Linked DNA regions of Drosophila melanogaster: region 1 is linked to region 2. A link is a contact called in public HiChIP or PLAC-seq data. All regions are on one chromosome and are shown on one strand. Each heading gives the region's core, a stretch centred on a gene start, on an enhancer-like site or on the middle of the called end of the contact. The rest is flanking DNA. Distances are from core to core; before and after follow the strand shown. Region 1 holds the start of CG34331. Region 2 holds the start of lncRNA:CR44885 (long non-coding RNA:CR44885).

Region 1 (3,819 bases), core at 967-3,466, 330 kb before region 2:
GCAGGACCCTCCCATCCTTCCACTTCTCCATCAATGCTGTCCTTGGCTGTGCCTTAGTTAAATGTGCCCCGGGGAGAGTTTTGCTGGCAAACAAATTATTATAAAGATATACACGAAAATATGTATGTATATTTTTATATGTAAGCTGGGGGAGTATCTGCCATCAATGTGGAGCCTCTGCCTGCATCCTGGATTCGCCATCCCGTGTCCCCCGGCGCCAGTTAAGTAACCCCTCCCACCCACCAACCATCCCTCCTAGGCGACTTACCTGCTGCCCCAAAACGATTAACAATCTAACTAATAAGGCCCAGCATCTAATCGGACGAGATGTAATGAGGCCAAAAACTAAACATAATATTCAAAAAACTTGTACTCACTTTAAGGGAACTTAATTTCATCATGATCATGAACTATTATGTACGTAGGGAAGTTTGCAAAGGCGGGTCAAAGTTTATGTCTTCGGAATATAGGTATATTTATATTCATACGACTGGCGTGTGCATACTTTAAGTTGTTTTAAAAAAGCATCAATAACAGTTTAATTGGAATATTCACCTCTGCATTGATCCCAGCCATTGCGATTCAATTGTTATAATGCGTGTGCTTATAAAAATCATATATCTATAAATAATTCATACTTCCACCATTCGAGCTGGGAACCTTCTTTCTTTCTGTTTGGCACGTAATTCGCCAATTTGGTGAGTGGCTGAAAAAAGGTTTTTGAATTTTTAATTAGAAAGGCATTCGTGCGTGCCTTGTTTTTGGGAAACCCTCGAACCCTCCTTCCCGGGCAAGTGTTATAATAATAACAATTCGCCATTCGTGCCGCCTATATCCCTTTTATTGGGCTTGTCTGCTGCTTATCATTTGACAGCCTCCGGCCGAGAGGAGAACCCTTATCAAAAGCGAGAGACGTCACATTATATTGAGCTAAAATCAGTTTACAGCATGTGTGAGGAGGATAGAATAGAAATGCCAGAGCCAACACGGATGGAAAATCTATTTCGCATTTACCCATTTTCCTTGTCACATCTAACTAGGCAAAGCTATGATTTGGGCATTCCCACTGAAGCCCAGAAGAGCCGAGAGAATCCAGATGGGGGGCACTTGGGGTAAGTCCTGCAGCTTATTGCACAGAACAATGCCATCAATCAAACTTGGCCAATAATGTGAGTATCTGCGACCTCGGACCGCCACTTCACCTCCTTCAAATCCGCAATCCATTGCGTAAATGTCAACTAATGGATATAATTGGTGCGGCTGGGGCCCTCAATGACATTCATTAAATCGCAGACTCCTTGAAGTTCAGTTTGGATTTCGTTTTAATTGGAAATTCTTTTCACTCCTGACCGATCTCAGTAACCCGTAAGTTATAATAACATGCGGACCGGACCCATTTTGGTAATTAGCACAGCAATAATGTTGCAAAAGTTTCGCTTGATGGGAATGGTTGGGTTATGGGCAAGTCGATCCATGAATATTCATTTTACCATCACATATTCCATTTTATATCACACTTCGGATTGAATGCTCAGCTAAATTCCTTTAAAAACCAACATACACTAGTTCTCCAGAAACCCAAAATCCATGTAGCATCCAATGGAATTGAATTTAACTTGAAGATTTATTAAGGTTCTGCTTTTTCTATTCAGTGCATGTTAGAAGGTCAAAGACTACATATTATGTGTATGATTTGAGCAATTTTGATTCGCTTTCATTGTTCATTGCCAGTTTTAATATATATACTAGTTGGTAGATAAACATATTTGCACATATTTCGTCATATAGTTGTGCTGCACTCAACAAAAGAAAAAAAAAAACGCTGTTTTGGCTTACAGTCGAAGTAGACCTAGGAAAAGCACTGACAGATGTCCTTCTTGCACTGGCCCACCCAGTGACCTTGGCGTTTGCAGTAGCTGTGGCACTGGGGGTGGTGTGGGTGATGTGGCGAGAGCTGGGCGCAGTGGGCGGGGTCCGGCTGAATGTGGCGCACCTTGATCGTGAATATGCCCAGTGGCTTGTCGGTGGCATCTTCCTCCTCTCCGAAATCGATGCCCAGTTCGTTGGCATCGGGTGCGGGAATATCGGGAACATTCGTCTCCACGGGATTCGCCCGACCTTGACCAAGGAACAGACCGATGGTGAGGATCAGGCAGAGCAGCAGGGCGGGCTTTATTGCGCTCATCTCGGTGGCAAGCAAGAAGCAACTGATGCCGTTCCGTTTCCAAGATTTCGATTCGAGCATCCACTTCCAGTGCTCCATTGTGCCGCCTTATCAGTTTCACTTCCCGCTCAAGGTCACCGAGCCCAGCTCTCAGCTCTCGCGCGTTCTAATCACTGTAACTGGACGCACTCCCCGAGTATCTGCCCATTCGCGATTGCGCCTCGGTTTGGCTCAAGTTTCAGATTGGATCCGCTTGAGTTGAGAGAGCATTTCTGCGACTTAACTCTAGACGAGCCTACAAATCGTAAAATTGTATCAATTAAATGTATAATAATTAATACGAAATCTAGACAGATTTCTATAGTCTATAGAGTTTATCGACTATCGGATACCCATTACTCGGCTTAAGAGCGTCCGCAGACAAATGTGTATATATGCAAGTAGGAGCCTCATCTAGCGGCTGTTTAATTTTTTGTTTATGTTTACATTTAAACTTTAAAAAACAACAGTTTTCAAAACAGCGACCAACAACTATCTAGTTTTAATAGTTTACGATCTTGTTAGATTTCTCAGTTTTTACGGACGGACAAATGGACGGGGTCATGTTCATATCAACTCGGCTAGTGATTCTGAATAATATTAATATATTTATATGCATATATAAATAAAGTCGATTATGGGCTTCTTCAACATGTCACATATTTTCCAACGAATAAGTGTTAAATGTTATTGAAGAGCTGTTTGAGTTTGATTTACTTGGAACCACCTCGAATCATCGGCATTGGCCACTCCCTTATTTATTGGAAAAGTGTACTTTTTCGCCAAAATGTTATACATTATTTTTGTGGGGAAACGGCTACAATTTCGCTGATTTTCTCCGTTTTTGTACACAAAATAACAAATGTTGAGCGAACGATTTACGCGGAAATTTGATTTTTATGTTCGTGGAGCTGGTATCCTTGCTCCTTTTCTGCTTTCTGCTTTCACATTTCTCCTTTCTCCCTGCCGCTGTCATTTCGCCAGAAGTTAGTAAAATTGATGGGCAACGGACAGGCAGTTAAAGCCACATAAAAACACCATTTCTGGGGTAATTTTTGGCGCACCCGCCAGCATACATGCGAGCTTCTATACTCGAGTCTCATTTGTTTTAAAATGCAAAAACCATAAAAATAATCATGATAACATTACACAATAATAATAATAATAATAATAATAATAATTACGGCGCTCAAATGTAATACACTGGGAACATCTGCCAAGAGGCAACCCCACCCCGAATTTTCCCATTTTCGCAGCCTTTTTTACCCACACCCATGGGAAAAGTCAATGAAACCGAGCGAAGTGAAGATGTTAACATCCGGAAGACGAGGACTACATTGTACATAGGGCCCTATTTCCGTGCCTATATATTTTTGGATAGTAGTTGTAGAATATGGTATCGTACCCCCCAGCTGTCATCGGGAAGTGATGAAATACATATGCAAATGTGTGGACAAAGCTGGCTTGAAAGTGCTTTTTAGCCAATTGTTATTCAACAAATGCAAAGCCAGAACGAAAGGAATTGATGGACTAATTGGCAAAACGGCATAAATCTCATACAGTAGACTGAATAACGAAGAAGCAGGAGAAAGTTTTCTCTAAACGCTTAAATTTCA
Region 2 (3,802 bases), core at 1,098-3,597:
GCGGGGGGATGGTCATGTGGGCGAAAATGCGGAGACGGTCATGCCGCACGGTGGGGAAATACAGTTAAATTTCGGGAGTCCATGTGAAATTAAATGTATCAAGCTGCACTGAAAGAAATAGGTATGACCAAAATAAATGTCTATCCAGTATTACTATTATTTGATACTTTTTATAGTAATATTTCATTTCATTGTACATTAGTAGTGACAACCATTTTAATTTAGGTCAATCCAAAAATATATAAAATTCGCGGCCTTGCAGCTGTATCTTTTCAAATAATAAATAAAATAAAATAACAAAATAAAGTATTTGTAGTTCATTGAGCATTATTTTTAAATTGTTTTAAATGGAATTTAGCCATTTACAATGTACTTTACAAGCGAATATCTAGTATACATTAAAATCCTGGCCAAAAAGTGTTGCCTACCTAAGAGGGCTCTTCAGATTGCTAACGATAAGTATTTGCAAACAGCTCATATGGTCATGCAAAAATCATGTTTAATATTTTCAACTTTTTTGGCGCCACATTAACATTAAAACTCCACTCGAGATGAAATTATACTACGAGTAGATATCATAATATATTCCTTGCAATGTATGTACATATGTACATATGTGTGTGTCTGCGTTTGTGTGTGTGTATGCTTTTCATTATGTGGAAGCCTTAAATATTAATAACAGTTGCGATTTTAAATGATTAAAACTCGGCGCATGTGTGAGTAAGCCTGCTCCTGCGTTTGTGTTTGTGTGTGTGCGTGTGTGTGCGGAACAGAAGGTACAGTTGGCCACAGGAAATGCCAGCCAAGCTGTGACCCTTCCACATCCACATCCATTTCCCACCTTCCCACCATCCCCAACATTTTACCCACACTTTTCCCCCCCATAAAGCCAACTGCCCACGCCAATGGAGCTGCGTTTACCCAATTTCCGGTGTCACTTTGCCTTGTCGCACTATGTGGCAACTCTACGACTTTGTGACATTAATTAATAAATGAAAAAAGGTAGTTAAGATAAGAACAAAAAGCTATAATAAAAGATATATATACATATATTCCCACTTTCAATACAATCATCCGTTAGATTCAAATAGTATAATTCGTATACTCTTACTTTTAGTAGTAAAAATTGTAAGTTAACATTACACAGAAATAAATGTCTCGTAAAACAACCAATTCATTAAATTGAACCAAAATTTGGATCTACAAATAAGCATTTTACAGTGCTACACAACTGAAATGTACGTTTTGAGTAAGAGCGCCTTTTTGTAATAGTACAATCAGCATAACCCTCTAATTATCGGTATGCCGCACTAGAAGATTTATTTGTGTTTTCAATACATTGTGGATAAAATTAGATTAAGATTATCCCCTTTCACACCCTGTACGTAAATCACTGTTACCCTTTCTCTATATTTGTATAATCTAGTTTGATAATAATGAAATGGACACAGGGCACACTACTGTTACTTCGCATAGTTTTTCTGCGAGTGTAGCCTCTGCCTCAGCCGACGGCTCTGCCGCCGCGATGTTTTCTTCTCTGCTCATTTCGCTGTTCGTGTTCCATTGCCATTTTACTGCACTTCCCATTCGTATGCGTTAGTATGCGTGTGTGTGAGCTGCATTGTTTGCATTTCAAATTGAATTCCTTTACATTTTCAACTCCTTTTCGTGTCGCTCTCCCTCTCTCTCCCTTTCTCTTCCTTTGCCACTGCTTAAAAATATGCGATGGCATTTGGTTGTTGGTGCGTTCTGCATCTGCTGTTTTTTCTCTCATTGTTGTTTGGCTGTTGTTATTGTTTTTGTTGGCCAGCAAGCATTTTTCAATTATGATCGAGCAGTATTTGTCGCTCGTTTTGTTGTTTTGGTTTGGCTTAGTTGCCCATTGTGTTTTTCCATCGGCGTTCGTATCTGTATCTGTATGTGAATTTGTGTACTTAGTTTTTGTGATGGTTTTCTCGCATTTCACCCTGTTTTAAGAGGCTCTACGATCATTATTTTGCTTGCCGGCTGTTCGGCTCTTCCGTTTCTTCTTCTCCCATCGATCTTCTCTTTCTTCCCACCACCCATTCCCATCCCAATCCATCTATCACTATCACTCTCTTCTTCGCGTTTCTGCTGCTTCGTCTTCTTCTTCTTTTGGCGCGAGTAATTGAAATCGTAACTGGCAAAAATAAAAATCTTTGAGATATGCAAATGAGAACTGAAACTCAAGGCGCTGATGAGGAAGAAGCAGAGCACGATGAAGAGAGCGCTGTGAAAGATGATGAAGAAGAAGAAGAAGTGTTGGGCAAACAAGCGGAGATTGGGAAGAGAAAACGAAAGAAAACGCCAGGGACGAAAGAGAGTAAGATATAGATATTGTGCAAACGAAAACAGCCGACAAGCAAACAAGGCAACAAACGCAGCAACAACAACAGAAAGAAAAACAACAACAATGGCCCACCACAGCGATCCGCACAAAGTATTAATAATAATATGAATAATAGTAATAATAATGATCATATCTGGATGTATAGATGTACATAAATTGGTAAAGATGCGCCGATCAAAATCAACATATGTACATACTTTTTCCATTGGCAGATACAAGATTAAAAGATTGTATTTAATTTGCTTACAAGTTACATATTGTATATAAAAATGTGTTATGATATACTCATGTACCGGGTACAAAAATCGTATTACTTGAAAATATCTTTAAAATCAACCCTATAAAGTCGACAATATTCAACGCGAATGTTTTTATAGGATCGTATGTACATACATATGTACATATGCATGTATGTACATATACTTATGTACGTACATACATATGTACACAGGTATGTGGTACAATCCTTGAGTTTTTTACTATTAATTGGATTTTTTTTTCAAGAATCTACATACATATACATACTTTTAGAAAGTTTAGAAGGTTTATTTTCACAGTTTTATAGAGGAGATCTATAAAACTAAGATACCCACTTTTAGAGTATAGAAAGAAAAGTGAGCAATTTCTGCTGTGTAATTCATAATTACCGTGTGAAGAGTAAATACTAGATAATAGCATGCGTTTACATAGAAATCTACACAAGTACATATGCAAGTATATAAACAAATAAGTCTTCATGTACATACATATGTCAACAAATTTGAAAGTTGTGGTAAAATCCTCTCTATTTGATTTTAAACATACACTTACATTTAATTGATCAACTTTGCTTGCAGGATTCAATAATGAAACAGTGATGGCATAAACAAAGCTAATGTTTTATTTTAATTTAATTCAAAAACATATTGTTACTGCACACGACAGTGGTGAGTTACAGCATTGAAATCCTGCATACACGTCGCTAGATTGCATTATTGAGAATTCAAAGTTACAGGTGTAAGTTGCCCATCGTCCCGCGCAATTAAGAGAAAAGAGGGAAAAAAGTGACGGCGCTGGGACGGACATCTGTACCTGCTCAATTAAAAAGTCATTAACTGCGGCACACAAGTTGCACGCAGAGGAACCAAAAACCCGACCCGAGCGATAGAAGGACTGTGATTGACACCAGCACGCAAGATCCACCCTCCCTTCTCCGGCCGTCTGTCTATCTGTCCGTTCGTCTGTCCGTTCGTCTGTCCATTCGTCCGTCCGTATAAATCTGCCGATATAGCAGAGACATATCGATGCACGCACCTTGCAATTACCCGGTTGGATATCGAGGATCGAGATCCGAGTATGGAGGCATGTGGCGCAGAGACTCTGCGTAGAATTGCTCAAGTGGCAGGGATGGCAAATCCTATTCCGCAGGTGGTAGGTCAAAATTCAGGTACT

Evidence for each region. HiChIP or PLAC-seq counts read pairs in DNA pulled down with a chosen protein or histone mark.
Region 1: a contact with region 2 is called in a Psq HiChIP or PLAC-seq map of the Kc167 cell line, with 3 times the contacts expected there. The contact joins the promoter of CG34331 here to the promoter of lncRNA:CR44885 in region 2. A contact is called at or near these places in 6 of 107 Hi-C or Micro-C datasets (the Kc167 cell line, the OSC cell line, gut and 1 more) and 1 of 6 datasets of contacts at active chromatin or transcription factors (the Kc167 cell line).

What each region holds. Positions count from the first base shown.
Region 1 is chrX:20,120,850-20,124,668 of dm6, reverse strand. It overlaps CG34331, which reads right to left and starts at 2,216. Exons shown (of 2, transcript NM_001298549.1): 1 at 1,994-2,216. The coding sequence starts at 2,185.
Region 2 is chrX:19,786,701-19,790,502 of dm6, reverse strand. lncRNA:CR44885 (long non-coding RNA:CR44885) reads left to right here and starts at 2,347. Exons shown (of 3, transcript NR_123962.1): 1 at 2,347-2,461; 2 at 3,208-3,297; 3 at 3,360-3,773.